2 separate regions of the Gossypium hirsutum genome follow, and region 2 is linked to region 1. Evidence: chromatin contacts called from public Hi-C data. All regions are on one chromosome and are shown on one strand. The core of a region is the stretch at or near the end of the contact, and the rest is flanking DNA. Distances in the headings are between cores, read along the strand shown.

Evidence for each region. A called contact is a pair of places that touch in the nucleus more often than the background predicts.
Region 2: a contact with region 1 is called in a Hi-C map of leaf, with 2.4 times the contacts expected there. The contact joins the promoter of LOC121224682 here to the promoter of LOC107945668 in region 1. A contact is called at or near these places in 2 of 34 Hi-C or Micro-C datasets (both in leaf).

What each region holds. Positions count from the first base shown.
Region 1 is chrD12:12,296,403-12,301,981 of Gossypium_hirsutum_v2.1, reverse strand. It overlaps LOC107945668 (anthocyanidin 3-O-glucosyltransferase 5), which reads left to right and starts at 2,921. Exons shown (of 1, transcript XM_016879757.2): 1 at 2,921-4,752. The coding sequence starts at 3,215. The coding sequence ends at 4,660.
Region 2 is chrD12:12,503,450-12,508,710 of Gossypium_hirsutum_v2.1, reverse strand. It overlaps LOC121224682 (lysM domain receptor-like kinase 4), which reads right to left and starts at 2,779. Exons shown (of 1, transcript XM_041108486.1): 1 at 758-2,779. The coding sequence starts at 2,611. The coding sequence ends at 758. It overlaps LOC107926518 (pentatricopeptide repeat-containing protein At5g66631), which reads left to right. Exons shown (of 1, transcript XM_016857397.2): 1 at 1-163.

The DNA.
Region 1 (5,579 bases), core at 1,672-4,171:
CCGTGCGTGCTGCGCCTCCGCGCCAAGTCCACGCACGCCTTTTCCAGGCTGTACCTGCACACAACAAACGCCACACCTGCAACAGAAACAAACAACACCAACGAAAAAGAAAGAGAAAACAGAAAGCCAAAACGTGGCAATGATAGATCATTTATTTTATTTTATTTTATTTTGTAATTTTGGCTATAAAGAGCCAAGGAAAACAATGTAAAAGGATCCTTTTTTACAAAAAAAATTGAATACAGAAAAAAAAATTCAAAGAAAATTTCGTAAGGTTTTTTAGTCTCTCTTCGTTTTTTCTCTATTTTTCTTTTATTCTTATGTTCATTGCTAGTGTAAATAAATAAAAGAAAAAGGAAGTTTAGAGTGAGGAGTTTACCTTTGTTGTGGAGCCGATTCCTTGTCTTCTCCATCGTAATCGGAGATCGGGCGAGGGATTGAAGAGCCTTTGAGTGGCTGGTCTAAAGAGCGGGGCAGAGGGGCATATTTAGCTTAGGTTTCTTTTTTGCTTTGTTAAGATGAAATAGCTGCTGATTTTAGGGTTTGGAGGTTGGTATTTATTGTGTGAAAAACGACGCCGTTTAAGGCCGGTTTCGGTGGCCTTAAAACGGCGCCGTATTGGCCATATAACCCGCGCGTGTGACCCGACTCGGGGAGGATCCGCGCATTTTTGTTGTGTGGTTTATTTGCGCCTTTGATCCCTCCTTTTTACTCCGCCTTTTTAATTTTATTTTTTTCTGTAAATTTCTCGGATGAATTTTGAACCTGTTTCAATTCAGTCACACATAAAACGCTGCATTTTGGAAGGGAGGGAATATTTCCCACTCGGCCCCCCATATAATTCGCGCGTTGCGATATAGTCCCCCGTTTTGTTTTAATTACATTAATTTCTTATTAATTTAGATCTAATTGTGATTTAACCCTTTTTTTACATTTGTTTTTTTATTAATTTATTAATTATTTTGTTACTATTATTAGTATATACGTATGTTATTTACATTATTATTGTTTTTTCTCATATATTATTTATCTAAATTAATATATGTATATATCTTTATGTATTTTGATATAATACTTATTTTTAAATTTATTGGGACACTATTATTTTATGAAATATTTGCTTTTAAATTGTATTTTTTTATTATTTATTTCAAATTTTCAGTTATATATTATTTATTTTAAATTTATATAATTTCTTTTCTTTTGTTTTTTAGTTATTTCAAATTTGTACATGGGGTAGGTGTTTGTATTAATTCGCTGGTTTCTTAGTATTTTATTATTATTATTAGCTTTTAAATGTTAATGTTCATATTTACATGTGATGTGAGATTATTGTCTTTATGTGTTTGGCATTGTTTATTGGTATTTATCGATTATTTGTATTCATTAACATATATTATGGTTTATGAGTTATCGTCTGGTTGTACATTATTATTCAATCGTTTTTGTTCATTCAAAAGATTACAAATGTTAAAGTTATTTCATACAAAAGTTTTCAAAAATAACGCAATACTCGACATTTAGGATCTTCGAAAGGATTAAGCCCTAACGTATTGGGTTCCAATTCTCTTCGTTGAATCTAAATAATCGAGGATATGCTTAAATTAAAACATAAATAAAAAGGTCATTCTCGAGAATTCGATACGTGCTGTCCTAACGCATTGGATATGACATATTGTTCTCTCGAGACGAGGATTTTTTCTAATAAATGAATAAAGGCAATATTTGATATTTAAGAATTTTGTGAAATTGAACCCTAACTTACTGAGTTTTGATTTTCTCATTTGACCCGAATAATCAAATATCCTTCTCAAATGCATGGGTTTTAAAAGTTAAAAGATAAACTTAATTTTGAAGATTAAAAATGTTGCACCCTAACTCACTGGGTGTGACATTTTATTTCTTTGAAATAAGAGTGTTTTATTATTCAATTTATTCAAGTTAAAATGATCGTATTTTAAAATCTTTTCAAAATTTTGACATTAAGACATTAAACGATCAATTCGGTACCAATTTTGGGCGTCACGAGGGTGCTAACCCTTCCTCGTGCGTAACCGACTCCCGAACCTGTTTTCTCAAAATTTGCAGACCTAAAATTATTTTTAAGGTAATCCGATCACACCTCAATAAAAGATCGGTGGCGACTCCCAATTTTCATATTTAAGTTGACAACTAAAATTTTTTTAGAACGATGGTTTCAACAAATATAATATAAAAAAGTTTTAACATCAAGAATGAACCTTGACAGAAGGTTGTTCAAATTTAATGTAGACATACTTTTTAGTTCTTTTATATATATATATATTTCTATAAATTTAGAGATTTTTAGTTCTTTTATATGTTTATATATTTTTATAAAATTATAAATTATAAATTTTTATTAATTTATATATTATAAATTTTTATATGTTTTCTAAAATATTGTAATTCTTTTATATTTTAATAAATATATATTATATATATTTATAACAATAAAACTTAAAATTAATATTTTATAAAAAATAAAAATATATATATGAACTTACTAAAAATATCTCAACAACCATATGTTCATATTCATTCTTGATGTGAAAAATTATATTTTTTATTAATATATATTTATATATTTTTTTATTTAATCTATGTCTGCCATGTGGATCAACTTGGATCTTCGACATTAACCATCAGACTAACTTGGATCTAAGATATATTTTTCTACTTGTCGATGATACTGTTCCACTGTATCGATTATAGAATCGTCGCTTAGAGCTCGTTAATTGAATTTTTTTAAAAACAATTAATAACTAGTGAATTAAATAAAAAAATATTCAAATAGTTGAATGATTGAAATAAAAAATTTTAAATAGTCAAACAATTATTTTATAACTTTTTAAAATTTAATACTATAATTTAAAAAAAACAAGCCTAAACGAGTAAAAAGGAAAAATAGTGAGATCAAAATTTCTGTTGATATACATCCGTTAGCTACACCTTAAATTATTGTGAGTCAATCATTATACTTAGAAAAGGATATCCATTGTGTGGTGCAAAATTGGACTCTTCTTACTTGGATCAACCTTTTATAGCAATGAACTAATCTAGAAGGACAGATGTGGGCTTAAGAATAGATAATTTGAAAACGAATATAATTACATGAAATTTAAAATCTGGTGTAAACACTCCAAAATACCACTTGTAAACTAAAATCAGTCTCTAATACCATGACTTTTCTTCAATGCTGGCTCTTGTTTTTGTTTCAGACATGGAAAGTGAAATGGAGACTCACGTAGTACTGTTATCAAGCCCTGGTTTAGGCCACCTTACTCCAGTCCTGGAGCTTGCAAAGCGCCTAGCCACTCTGTCTAATTCCAAGGTAACCATCTTCGTTGTTCCTTCACTATCAGCCGCAGAATCTCTGGTAATCCAATCGTTTATGAGCCTGAACCTATGTCGAATCATCCTTCTCCCACCACCCGATATTTCTCACCTTGTCCATGCTGATGCCGCGGTGGTTACTCGAATAGCTGTTATTATGCGTGAAATTAAACCAGCTTTTTCATCTGCTGTCTCTGCTTTGAGTGTCCCTCCAACACTTTTCATTGTTGATTTATTCGGATATGAAAGTATGGACTTCGCTGATCAATTTAAGATTCCCAAGTTTGTTTACATCCCCTCGCATGCAGGGTTTCTTGCTTTGACTTTATATCTTCCGGTTCTCGATGAGGTTGTCAAGGGAGAGTATGTTGATGAAAAGGATGCTTTGTTTATCCCCGGATGTAGGCCTCTTCAACTTGAAGATGTAGTAGATCCAATGTTATGTCGATCTGATCAGCAATACTTGGAATATTTAAATATGGGGATTAAGATCCCAATGGCTGATGGGATTTTGCTTAACACATGGGAGGAGCTGGAACCAGCAACGCTTGCTGCTTTGAGAAATGATAAGCTCTGGGGTGGTATCAGCAAGGCTCCAATCTATCCAGTTGGGCCCACGGTAACAACGCCAAACAGACCAATTGACTCGAATAAAAGTGAAATGTTTCTTTGGCTAGACAAGCAACCGAGTGAGTCTGTTTTGTACATATCATTTGGGAGTGGGGGGATATTGACAAAGGAGCAAATGAGAGAGTTGGCTTTGGGCTTACAGCTAAGCCAACAAAGGTTCATTTGGGTGGTCCGAACACCAGTTGTTGCAAAATCCTGTGATGGGTCATTTTTCACCGTTGGAAATGACTGCAATGATGAAAGATTAGCAAGCTATTTGCCTGAAGGATTCTTGGACTGGAGCAACAATATGGGATTGATAATCTCTGATTGGGCTCCACAGGTTGAAATTTTAAGGCATCAATCAGTTGGGGGATTTTTGTCGCACTGTGGGTGGAATTCGACCTTAGAAAGTATCACCCATGGAGTACCCTTGATAGCTTGGCCCCTATATGCAGAACAGAGAATGAATGCTACTTTGTTGGTAGAAGAGCTGAAAATAGCAGTGCGATCCAAAACATTGCCATCAAAGGAAATTGTAGGAAGAGAGGAGATAAAGTTGATGGTGAAAAGGCTAATGGTTGATGAAGAAGGCCATACAATGAGAGCTAGAGTCAAACAATTAAAATTGAGTGGAGAAAAAGCTTGGAATCACAATGGTTCTTCTTTTAAAGCATTAGCTCAATTAATGCGTTAAGCTTTGCTTTATCTATTAAACTATATTCTGAGTCTCTTAATAAACCTTGTGCTACTTTTATATGCTTTGGAAGAATAACACACTTTGTACTACTTTTGATTTAGCGAAACACAATTTAATTAAATATAAAAAATATATTCAAACATAAATCATAATGTGTACCAACTTCAAAATTTTAGAATCTCAGCTTCTATCGATAATACTAAAACATTATCTAAAATTAAAATTGAAGTTACAAATATGTTAGAAGTTTTTTTTTTTGGATGAAATGATAAATTATGGATTCTAATGTCAATTAAATTCAATTTTAAACTAGGTTGAATAAGTAATTTTAAATAAGTATGACAATGAAAGTAAATAACTAAGTAAGATTGACAATATAAATATCATATTGGTGGGCATTTCTGTAACACCCATTCACCCGAGTCAAATCAATAATCCAAGTGAAAGGGTGTCACTTTTTAAGACTTATACATGATTTAAACACAACTTGTTTTCAAAGCATTTCACTAACTACTTAACACCTTCATTACCTAAGTAAATGTCACATTACTTTTCATAAACTGAAATTCATACTTTACCATCTTACTTTGTTGATGAGATGTGATTCGATAAGCCACTCATAAACCCTTCCCACATGGTCACTTTCTACACATTGCTGGTTAGAAATAACACATTAAGTTTCATGAAAGCTTAGTAAGTACTTTTGTGAATCATACGCTTAACTAAGTATTCAATATAAATCTCATCATATCACATTAATTTATTTTTAACACTTTTATTCACATTATGTCTTATTATAATTTATTTTTAACACTTTTATTCACATTATGTCTTATTATAATCTTTTCACTATTATACTATTGAGCACTTAATCAATGAAACAAGTCACAAATTTAAATATTTGCCTGTCAACAAT
Region 2 (5,261 bases), core at 1,530-4,029, 210 kb before region 1:
TTATTGTGGCAACCTTCTTTTTTCCTGCAATCTTTCAGGAATCCTAATTTTTGTCTTGTGTTATATCTGGATTGCAATTTGCAAATGTTAACTTGTTGAATCAAATTCTGAAATGCAATTTGATAGATAAGACTGGCTTAGCAAATAAGGCCAGAAAATTTTATCTTGGGACTTGTAGGTAAACATTGTTAGAGTTGCTTTTGGGATTTTATTGTCAGAACTGCTTTCAGGAAAGAAAGCCATGGTAACAAAAGGAAATGATGAGACTTTCATGTTGTTGGAGAATCTAATGGAAGTCATAGAAATTGAAGGAAAGGAGAAGAGAAAATGGATTGATCCGAACATAGAGAACTTTTATCCCATCAATGGTGCTCTAAGCTTGGCAGTATTAGGCGAGGGTCTGCTCCAGGAGCATCCTCTGACTGGCCAAGCATGGTAGAAATCGTCTTTAGCTGTTCTGTTCTTATTTACTCATCCTTTTAGATACTGGAAGGCTCTTGGTCTTCCAGGATAGAAACAGAAATTGCTCAAGTCATCAGTCCAATGGTAGTTTTCATGAAAAAAAAACAATGTTCAAGTTCGCTTTGCAAAACTGGGATTGATCTATTGTACATATTTTGCTTGGTTTTCATTTTTTTAAGATGTTTGGCTTGTCTTATTTATGTTAATGAAGAAAAGCAACAGATGCATTATACATGCACACAATTTACAAAGAATTGTGCATTACTGAAAATATTAATTTTATTTATCCATGCTTTTAACGCCATTCCGATGGAAAGGGTTCTTCTGATCGCTGTGCATCCAGTTGAATTCTCAACAGATATGAAACTACTTCAGCCATGCTCAGTCTGCTTTCTGGTTCTTCTGCCAAGCAGTTGATGCTCAATTTCAACATCTGGCGTGCAAGTTTCATCCAGAGGTGTCCTTTCAGGTTAGGATTGATTATGCGATCAATTTCAGCATCTGCATTCTCTCCTTTCATAATTGTTAGTATTCTTTCTGATAATAGTACTTCCTTTTCATCCTGCATAAAAACTGCTGGCTTTCCTGTAATCAGTTCCAGCAGAAGAACCCCAAAGGCATATATATCCATCTCAGGTGTCACCAAGCCATACTCAATGTATTCAGGTGCCTTGTAACCCTTTGTTCCGAGATAACTCCACATCGATGATTTTCTGCTATCTTCTCTTTCTGCTGATCGTGCTAGACTGAAGTTTGAAATCTTGGCCCTCAAATCTCGATCAAGCAGCACGTTGTCACTACAAATATCTTTATGCACATATGCTGGAGTGGTGAAGTTGTGAAGATAATGAAGCCCATTAGCAACATCTAAAGCAATATGAATTCTATAACCCCATACCTGGAATTTCTGGCAACTCTTGTTTTGAAGCCATTCTTTTAAAGAACCATTCTCCATGAACTCATAAACAAGGTAAAAGACACCAGAGTGCTCACAAGCCCCACGAAGGCTTATTAGATTGAAATGATTAATCCTTTGCAGCAAGCTTACCTCTTTATCTACAGCTTTGCTCATTTGTTTTATGGCTAGCAATTCTCCCTTGAGAACACCTCGATAAACAGAGGCACCCATCTTGTATTTGTTGCTGAAATTTTCTGTAGCCGCCTCTAGATCTTTGAAATCGTAAACTTTCAAATTTTGATCTATGCTCACCAGAACATCATTAGGTAACTCCCATTTCTTTCTCTTATCTTTTCTGGCAGCCTCCCTAGTTTTCTTATGATGTAAAAACATCAGCAGCAGCAAAAGGAAAAGTACCAGCAAGGGAACTCCGATTGCAAGCCAAACAGTGAATCTTTTCCTTGAGGGTTTGATCACATCTATTGGAGTGGTGGGTGAAGAAGCGGGTGGTTGTTGAAAGTGAATTATAGTTTGAGAGCTTGAAGGTTTGGTTGACAATGGAACCAGAACTGTTGTAAAGGGAAAAATAAGTGCGTCATCTAAATCAATTCCGTTTGCATCACCAACACTTTCCATACTAGCATTGAATCTCTTACTGATATCATGGATGGTGTCTTCCCAATGAACCACATAAGTCATTAGAAATTTAATACCATTTAATGTTTGATTTCTTGTGGGACAAGCACATCTAAGTGGTACTTGTAAAACCGAACCAACTTGCAAGCCTGAATCACTATTCTCCTTACTAAGAGACTTGCAGGTCGACAACCCTTGATAGGTATTGTTGGCAATCGAAAAATAATCGACTTGCTTACTTGGAATGATGTAAGAAGTGTTGGCTTGATAGTACTGACCTGAACAAGAACAATTCACTGGAACAATCACCTCTTTGTTTGCAGGGAAGATTGTAGAAAGTGAAATATTGTTGATGTGTGCAAGCTCCAATGGATCTGCAGATGTAAGGTTCGAGATGGTTGAGATTGAGTCATAAGGAGGATAAGATTTGAATATCAGAAAGGCCTGACAAGATGGCTTTTCACCATTGCAAGTGTAAAGAAAGGCTGAAGATGAGCCTGTTTCATCATTTTCGGAACAATTCAATATTGAGTTTCCTGAGTAGCTTTGCTGAGCATGGAACTTATGCATGAAAACACATAATAATATGAAGAAACCGAACCGAAACTGATCCATGACAGGAAGAAGGGAAAACCGAAAGTGTTTAGATAGATTAGAGAAACAATAACATGGTTGCAAAGATGGAAGAAAAAAGGTTTTGTTGACTTGAATGTGCTAATTGTTGGAGTCTTCCAGGAAGATCAACTGCTGAGGCGCTCAAGATTATTTAAGATTAGGGGGAAATTCAAGCATGATGATTGGACTAGGCCAACTCTGAATGGATTGAAAATGACACAAAAAGTTAAAGAAAACGAAAGTAGGAATCATCAAACAGTGTTGAAAATTTCCTTGGGTGGGAAAACCGAAGGTTAACAAACAGAAATACAGTGGCTGTTTTGGATACAGGAATCATGAAAATGATGGGATGAAATAAGATACAAAGGAAAAATAATTGAATCTGTCCATGTCTGATGATGGCGGCTAAAAGTTGGGAATATTGTAAAAAAAAAAAAAAGGATGTCAAAGCAAAACGAGTTTTGTTCCCACTATTGGATGAGAATTAAGTTACTGTTTTAAACAAGATATGAAACACGATTCATATATAGGATTTCATTGTTCATCGTTCATTGTTCACCCTATTTGTCGCCATAGCTGATGAATTCCTCACATCTTATGCGCTTGTTTTTGTTCATATTATGAGAAACAATCTTAGGGCCCTTGGGTTCACAAGTTGAACTCAGTGCCGCACGTTTTCTTATCAAACGCGTTAAAGCAATTGTTTGGATTGCAAATGAAAAATTCCAAAACCCATTGGTGCTACTTTTTCTGACCGGAGGAAAAAGCTCCGGTGCTTCCACGGTGAGAAATAAAACGTTTTTATTTGACAAAAATACCCTTTTTTTCATTTATGATCCTTTTTTTTACCCTTCGTTAAAAGTTTGTGATACATATTAAAAATATCGAAGTAGATATTTTAAAATTTTATCTTATGTGTGAAAATAATACTTCACATGATTATAATGAGATTAATTAACTATAAAAATAATTAAAATATTTATCATTTAATATAAAAATTAATATAAAATGATTATATAATTAATTTAAAATTTTCTATTGTACATCATTTTTAATTTATTGTCCTTAATAGTCATTTTCTATTTTTACCTCACTGATATACTTGTGTTTGAATCTAAACATATACCTCCACAACGGATTTTAATCTTACTGCTACAGTATGTAATTTTACCACTATAGTAACTAGTATCACTGCCATCATTGTTTTTAATCCCACCAGAGGCAAACACACCGTTCATTCAAAAAAAGTTTTAAGGGTAGCTTTAGGGGCGAAACCAACAACTTTTTTTAGGGGTCGAAATTAAATTGTAATTTTTACGATAGCAAAAATTATAATTTCACCATTTTAATAACCTACATCTTTATAATTTTGAAAGGATTAAATCAAATTTTATATTTTTAGGGGGGCAAAGTGCAATTTTACCTTTTCTTATTTAAAATTTTAAAAATTTTAAAAGGCCTAAATGAAAATTTTTCCATTTTAGTGGGGTCGGGGCCCTGCTAGCCCCCCAGTTTCGCCCCTAGGTAGCTTCTTTTGGATGGATAGTAAGCTTAAAAACAGAGGTAGTGGTGAGATTGATTACTGTAACTGTAAGATTGAATAATGTATTAGTAAAATTAAAATCAACGGTGAGATATGTGTTTGGATTTAAACACAACTATGACAGTGAGGTAAAAATAAAAATTAACTATTAAGGACAAGTGTATATAATAAAAGTTTTAAATTATTTAATTTCTATAAAATTATTAAAAATTTATCCAATTATAATTTTATGAATCTTTTATAATTTTGTCTTTATATTATCGATGTAAATTATTTATTGCTTATTTAAGTAATCATTTACATTATTAGTAAGTAATTTATAGTTATTTTTAATTATTAACATATAAAATTTTAATACTAACATTTTATATATAAATCTTTTAATTAATGGTTGAACTCCCGTTTGAAATTTTGAACCAATGGAACTTCTTATTACCTTTTTGTCTTTTCGTGAGTAAACAATATGGTTTAATACAATGGGATGAAAAAGGACAAAAAAAAAAACGAAGGTCAAATTTGTCATATGAATTGGAGGTTTCAACTCCAGTGAAAAAAAGGGAGGTTGAGTTGCCAAACCGCACTGCACTGGTTTTAACCAAACGCTAGTTGCAAAGCCCGTGAAACCAACTGAAACGTGCGTTCGGTGGCATCCAAAGGCAGCCTGGTCAGCTTGTGATTTCGTAAGAACTTAAAAAAAGACAACTAGTCTGTTTCTTTGGAATTCTAGGCAAAATCTAAATCTTGTGATCTTCAGAAATTCTTTCATAAGTTGATGTTGGTCGCCATGGTTTTTATATATATTTACATACAGACGCTTTCAGCAGCTTAAGCTTGAAGGTCCTGTAAACCATGACAGTATATATATATTAAAGATGAAAGGGACAACTCAAAGTCATTATGTCATCAATGGGGGAGGATTCATTGGTTTGACTTTATTAAGGTGGTTGCTCTTTCATCAAATGAAACTGTGATAACCACCATAAACTTCCAACTTTCAAACCATTACGCAATGGATTCTAATATTCCCATGATATTCTTTTGCCGTTGAAAGTCAGGACTATTATTATAAAGCAAATGGAGCAAGAACCTTCTTTCATGTTCAATTAT